Linked DNA regions of Mus musculus: region 1 is linked to region 2. Evidence: chromatin contacts called from public Hi-C data. All regions are on one chromosome and are shown on one strand. The core of a region is the stretch at or near the end of the contact, and the rest is flanking DNA. Distances in the headings are between cores, read along the strand shown.

Region 1 (3,362 bases), core at 586-3,085, 48 kb before region 2:
AGTGTATAGATCAATGTATCATATGCATTGTAGGGGAAAGGCCCCATGGGTATTTTAGGGGAGTAAAGTTACTATTCAATATCTTGATTACCACAGAGCTTACACTGACCCATTTGTTTATAGAAATACTTCCCAAATGCTAGGCTTTACTAACAGCCTAGTCTAAGTTTTAGGATCTTGTGAGTAAAAAAGTAAAAGTCCTAAAAGGTTCAGCAAAGTAGCTCAGCAAATAAACCATTTGCTCCTAAGCCTGAAGACCTAAGTGAGATTCCCAGAAGCACGTAGTCGGAATGATAGAACCAACAGATACTCATACTGCTGAATGTGCAACCACTCCATCGATAAATAAAGACAAAAATGTAATGAAAAAAAGAACAAGGCAGGAGGGGGGAGTAAAACAAACTAAAGGACTCAGAAGTACGTTAAAAAGGTATTTTGTATATTTCACTTTCTTTCATCAGAGGGACAAAAGTATTTGTTTTTAATACAGTAATTTTACTTTAAAAATATTCAGTGCTTACTCCATGTCAGCACTAAATGGTTTACATACAATTAAGTTAATACACGTAAGAAGTAAAAGAGAGAAATTTCTTATGAAATTCATATGCATAAAACTCTGGCAAGACCCACCACAGAGAAAGACAGATCTAAATAGGTAATGAATGTATCCTCTAGGAACCACTTAAAAGTTGTGCCCTGCTCTTTATTCTAGAAGCTCTAAGGAGGCAGGAAGGACCTGGAGTTCACATAGTTTAAAGCTAGACTGGACCAGCTAAATAAATAAATAAATAGATAGATAAACAAAACAAATAACTCTCTAATTCTGGCTTATATGGGGAAAAAAATAAAAGATCACTTCATTATTAGAAAACAAGACTTTGATGTTTATGGTCTTTTCCAAAGCTCTCACATACAAATTACAAGCAGATTCAAACAACAGATGGTTAACTGTGAAGTGTTTGGTGACAAATGACTGTAGAAGCATCTGTGGGTCCCTAAGGAAGTGTAGGATCAAACACGCATTTCAAGATGTATTAAAATGACCTCTTTTCCCCAGCCTTTATGGGCATGTTTAATCTGCTAACTGGAAGCAGTGTGCCTCCACCCAAAAACTGAATTGGGCCCTACACATCTATACATGACAGCATCTTTTCACAATGTCACACGGTTGGACACTTCTAGGGCTTTGCATTTCTTCTGTTCACCCTCACTTTATTTCTTTTCAGAGGCAATTGTGTGAAACCTACTAGAATGCTCACAGCGCAGAAATTTGCCACACAAACACTTACAGAATCAATGCCAAGGTCCCTCCCGGAACAATTTGCCACGAGGATATAGGTTTAACAGAGATGTCTAACTGTGCTCTAAGAGCCAAAGATGGTCTGCGCAGATACAGGCACGCACTGTGGGTCTGCAAAGGTGAAGGAAAATGGTTCTCCTGCATTTCTGTTCTCTGAAAGTGAATTTAAGACGCAGTCAGGCTTGGAAATGTACCCATAACCAAGGCTTACCAACATTAGCTATGGCGCACTTTCAACAAAGATTGTCAGGTGCATTGCGGATTTGGAGAACTAAGATGGGAGGGGGAGCACACAGTAAACAGATTGGGGGGGGGGGGTGTATAAACAGGTATGGAAAAATACAGTCTCAGCCTCGAGCTGGTTCCAGCCAGTTCTGCAGGGGTGGGGGCGGATGCTGAGGGCTGGGTGTCTAAGTGGCAGGTTTTAGAGACCTCGGAGATAGCAGCATAGCAACAATTTGGTGCAGTGTGTGCGCACAACCATCAGCTGATAGTGAGCAGCCATTCACTTGCCGCGAGCCGCGAAGCGGCCGCGCGGACGTCACCACAGCCGTCAGCGTTTGCCGCATCTTCAGACGCACTCTGGACCAGCCGCAATCACAGCTGCAGGACCTCTCTGGACCAGCTCTATTGCAGACTGCGCAACCACCAGACCACTGCGGCAAACAAGCCCAGCTGAGCCGAGCAGTAGCCATGGCCGACCCCGAGAAGCAGGGACCCGCTGAGAGCCGCGCCGAGGACGAGGTAATGGAAGGCGCCCAGGGTGGCGAAGATGCCGCGACCGGTGACAGTGCCGCTGCTCCCGCGGCCGAGGAGCCCCAGGCCCCCGCGGAGAACGCGCCCAAGCCCAAAAAAGACTTTATGGAGAGCTTGCCCAATTCCGTGAAATGCCGGGTTCTGGCGCTCAAAAAGCTGCAGAAGCGCTGCGATAAGATCGAGGCCAAGTTTGACAAGGAATTCCAGGCTCTGGAGAAGAAGTACAACGATATCTACAAGCCCCTGCTCGCCAAGATCCAGGAGCTCACCGGAGAGATGGAGGGCTGCGCGTGGACCCTGGAGGGAGAGGATGATGAAGATGACGAGGAAGAGGACGACGAGGAGGAGGAGGAGGAAGAAGAGGCTGCAGCTGGCGCAACTGGGGGTCCCAACTTCGCCAAGAAGTGAGCACAGCAAGCTGACAGGTGATAAATCCCCTGCCCCTTTTATTTCCAATGTCGGCAGACTTTAAAAGGCTCAGGATTTGCCCAAAATAAAATGTGAATCTATTCTGACATTCCTAAAATTAAATTGAATCAAGTAGATTCTGGCTAGCCCGTTTCTAATCTGACTTTTATTTGTGTAAAACAGATGCTAAAAGACGTTTTTTAGAAAAAAAAAAAAGCCTAATTAAACTTTTTTTTTTCTCCCTGCTCTTCTGTGAGAACTGGACTTGAGACTGTTGAAAGGTTGTCAGTTAGATGGGAATTAAAAGTGCGTCACACGTTGAAATCCATTCATCACACTACACCAGAACATCCAAGCTAAGACAGAACTCTTCTCAATGCTTAATTCTTCAGTTTCTTTACATTTTCCAGCGCAGAGGAAAAGGAACCCAGGAACGACGTCATCTTTAAGACTTTTGCTTTTGCAAACCCAGACATCAGCTTTACACTCCAGAGGAGCCTTGGCATGGAGCAAGCCTGGACTGACAGCATTTACTGATTATGTGGCTAGGAAAACTGCCATTTCAAGTTGTGAAAAAATGTTTTAAATATTTGCATTTACAGAAAGAACATGGTTTCAAAAATGAGGGTGTATTCCATGTATAATATTGTCAACACGTGTTCATCTGTTATGGTCCCGTGTTACCTGTTTTCTTGGTAGTGTTTGTTTACAAAATCGTAAAAAATTACCCCAAATGTTTTAAAGTGTTAAATTACCTTATAGCATTTTAGAAATATAATTTACTTGAAGAGATGTAGAATGTAGCAATTCTGTAAAGCATGTGTATCCAGTGTTGCCTAGTTTGACCTTTGTGAAGTCTTTTTGTCTTGTAGCTTTTAGCAAGTAGCTGTGAAAACCA
Region 2 (3,174 bases), core at 169-2,668:
ACATATCAAAATAATAGTTATGATTACTTAAAAATATAACTCCAATGAAAATCATTCTTACCGGCGCGAGCTGAAAGCTGACTGCTGTGGGCAGCCCAGTGGCCCTTCACAGGAGATGGGCACTTGACATTACATGTATGTCCGGTTCCCAGCTGACCTTTAGCTCCACAACCAAATGCATAGATGAGTCCAGAAGAAGGCACAAGGGCTAGAGTGTGCTGTCTGTGGGAATAATGAACTCATTGGCAGAATTCCTTCTGGCGATGATGTACGCTTGGCCTGAGATTTTAACTTTCATATAAAATCACAGAAATTCCTAGGGGTTCTTGTGGAGCCTATCCTGGTTCTTGTGTCTATCACAGACTCCTAACTTCTGACACCCCATCAGGCATGGCTAATTGAGGCTGAAACCCATGACAGCTTTGAAATTGGTCCAACACTAAAGCATAAACTGGCTTAAAACGAGAAGTTTTTTATAATTTGATTTTATGGTTTGTGTGTGTGTGTGTGTGTGTGTGTGTGTGCGTGCATTATAATTGCTAGTATGGAGGTTGTACATGTGTATGTGTATGTGCATATCCATACCTGCAGAAGTGGTAGGCCAGAAGTAATTTTCTCCGTATATTTAAAGATCATCTCTCACTGAACCTTTTTAAAGGCAAGAGTCTCTTGAACTAGACGGCTCGACAGTGAGCTTAGGGAATATGCACGCCTGTCCCAGCCTGTTCCAGTGCTGACATTACAGATGGCTTTTCATGTGCTTGGTGGGGGTCCTAATTTGTGTCCTTGTGCTTGTAGGGCAGACTTGTAACTTACTGAACTATCTCACCAGCCCAAACATAGATTACAATGTTGTATTGCTGTGACAAAGGTCATGCATGTGCCTACAGATCAAGTGAAAATCTGTGAAAAGAGATTAACAAGCTGCCACATGCTCCCTTTGGGATGAAAGAAAAACAGAACAGACCCAAATAAGCACCTGTCACATTGCTTTTTCATTTCTTCCCTCTCTTTTCTATAAGAGGTCCATTATCCTCCTGCTCGTCTGTTTACCTAAATCCCTTCCTTTCCCTATCTACTTCAGTCTGACTTTCCCTACACAGGTGACCGTGCAGTTGAGACTTCCTAAAGCAAAGCTGTGCACGGTGGCACGTGCCTGCAGTCCCTTCACTCAGGAGGTAAAAGGAGGAAGCCCCCACTACATACCGAGTTTAAGGCCAGAATAGGGCACACTGACCAGTACTATCTTAAAGAGGTGGGGAGAAAACAAACAACAAAAATATTTCTTTAAATGGCAGTGGCTCAGTGAGCCCACAGGCTTTCCCACCGCCCGATCCACTCTGCAGCTCTTTACCATCACTACCACGAGAAAGCTCTTGGGGTCACTCACCTGCCACAAGCAATCTGAGTTACTTCACTGCCCATCAGCTCCAGGACTCTTCTCGGATTAACTTCATCATTCACCGAGTCATGTCCAAGCTGCCCACAGGAGCCAGCACCAAAGGTAAACACGCCCCCACTCTAGCAAGGAACAAGCATTGGGTGACTCGGTAACTGAGTTTGAGGGCTGTCCTCTAAAACTTACTCATAAAATCCCATCTCACGGGTCTGTTCTAGGTATTACACTCACCTGATGACCGTCAGCATTTTCTAAGAACATTCCTTAAGTGGGAAAGAATAAAGGAATGTAAGACTACAGCTTTAGGGAATGGGTCCGCACTGCTTAAATGAGTGGTTGCCATTGGAGATTTTAAGAGTATGTAAAAGCGAGGTGATGTAGGGCTAGAGAGTTAGCTCAGTAGTTTAGGAAGAGCAATTGCTGCTCTTTCAGAGGACCTGAGTTCTATTCCCAGCATTCACCATCCAAAGCTCACAACCACAGGTAACTCTGGTTCCAGGTGACCCTTTTTTTAAGTGCAGGAATGTGTGAGGAGGCAAAAAGTTTTAAAGGAAAAGAGCAGGTGAAATGAGCAGGACTTGTTAGGTTCACTTATATGTAAGGAACTGAGGCTTGATAAACTCTATAGTAAAGATTTTAAATTTGTACTTGAATAAATGCTACATCAATATATGGCAACAAGTCCTCAATATGAAAAGACATTTTTAAGCCAAGCATGCTGGCTCATGCCTATAATCCGGGTACCTGGGAGGTAGAGACAGGACTTGAAAATCATACTAATGCATGCTGCATGACAGGATAAAGATAATACATAAGACCCTGTCTCAAAACAATCACAAAAAAAGAAAGAAGGAAGGAAGGAAGGAAGGACAGACTTTTATTCTTTCTAGTATGTTAGTGTTTTTAAAAGCAATTAATTTACTACTCGTAATTAATAAATTACTATTTGTAATTAAATTACTATTTGTTTTATATATTCAAATGGATTATTTTTAAAGAACAAAGAATGGGTAGTGTTTTGCATATGTATATATGCCATACTTTTAAGTTATTTCTATTGAGCTATTTTTAAATGTTACCTAGAAAATATAGAGGGTTTCCAAGAGGAAAGCATGGACATGTTTTTAAAAAACAGTCTTCACTCTACTCCTCCCAAAACAATCACAACGAAGCTAAAGAGAAAATTCAAGTCCAGCAAAAGTAACCTTCCTCCACAGTTAGCTACTCTGCGACATATGAAATTGCCCATCTCACCGCCATCCACAGCCCAGCCCCCTAAGCGCCTCACCTTTGTGAGAACTGCTGTGTGCTCCTCTCCACAACTAATATAGACGACTTTCTGTGTGCGTAAAAGCTTCACGTGGCATGGAGACTCCCGGTCTAAGATAAATTAAGCATCAGCATGTCACTCCCCTTGGCCTTTTGCATGAGACATAAACAACAAGCAGCAAGAATTTCACATCCCCCAGTCTCCTGACTCAACATCCACTTCACATCTCTGTCTCCAACTCTACTCGAAAAGTCTGACAAAATCTAAGTTTAATTTTTAAAACTTTAACTCCTAAATTCTCTAACTCTGTCCACTCCAGCTCACGCCATCGCTCCTTGCCCCACTCATGCAACCTGATCCTTCCGCCCTTCCCTTTGTTTCCAACTGCACAGCCAATCAACAGAATCATCATCATTAAGGTCTACAAAAACCTGACTATTATTTCTACCTTCCAACAGATCCCTGCCCATTGATCCACCGGTGACTTAAACTAGGCCATGCCTCT

What was found. Hi-C and Micro-C count contacts between places; a contact is called where the count stands out from the background.
Region 1: a Hi-C map of rod photoreceptor shows a contact between it and region 2, with 2.2 times the contacts expected there. The contact joins the promoter of Nap1l5 here to the enhancer-like site in region 2. A contact is called at or near these places in 5 of 484 Hi-C or Micro-C datasets (centroblasts, centrocytes, group 2 innate lymphoid cells and 2 more), 1 of 115 datasets of contacts at active chromatin or transcription factors (embryonic stem cells) and 1 of 9 other capture datasets (adipose tissue).

Annotation. Positions count from the first base shown.
Region 1 is chr6:58,905,599-58,908,960 of GRCm38.p6, reverse strand. Nap1l5 (nucleosome assembly protein 1-like 5) reads left to right here and starts at 1,835. Exons shown (of 1, transcript NM_021432.2): 1 at 1,835-3,362. The coding sequence starts at 1,994. The coding sequence ends at 2,464. The region is part of intron 23 of Herc3 (hect domain and RLD 3); the gene reads right to left.
Region 2 is chr6:58,857,300-58,860,473 of GRCm38.p6, reverse strand. Herc3 (hect domain and RLD 3) reads right to left here. Exons shown (of 26, transcript NM_001361966.1): 7 at 2,688-2,779; 8 at 1,391-1,521; 9 at 62-222. Among named protein-coding and RNA genes, the nearest start is that of Herc3, 27 kb to the right of the region's middle. Within about 2 kb of position 1,418, at least 1 of the 459 cell types and tissues checked has an H3K27ac peak or open chromatin away from gene starts, as enhancers often do. A contact at or near this core is called in rod photoreceptor, where this site is marked.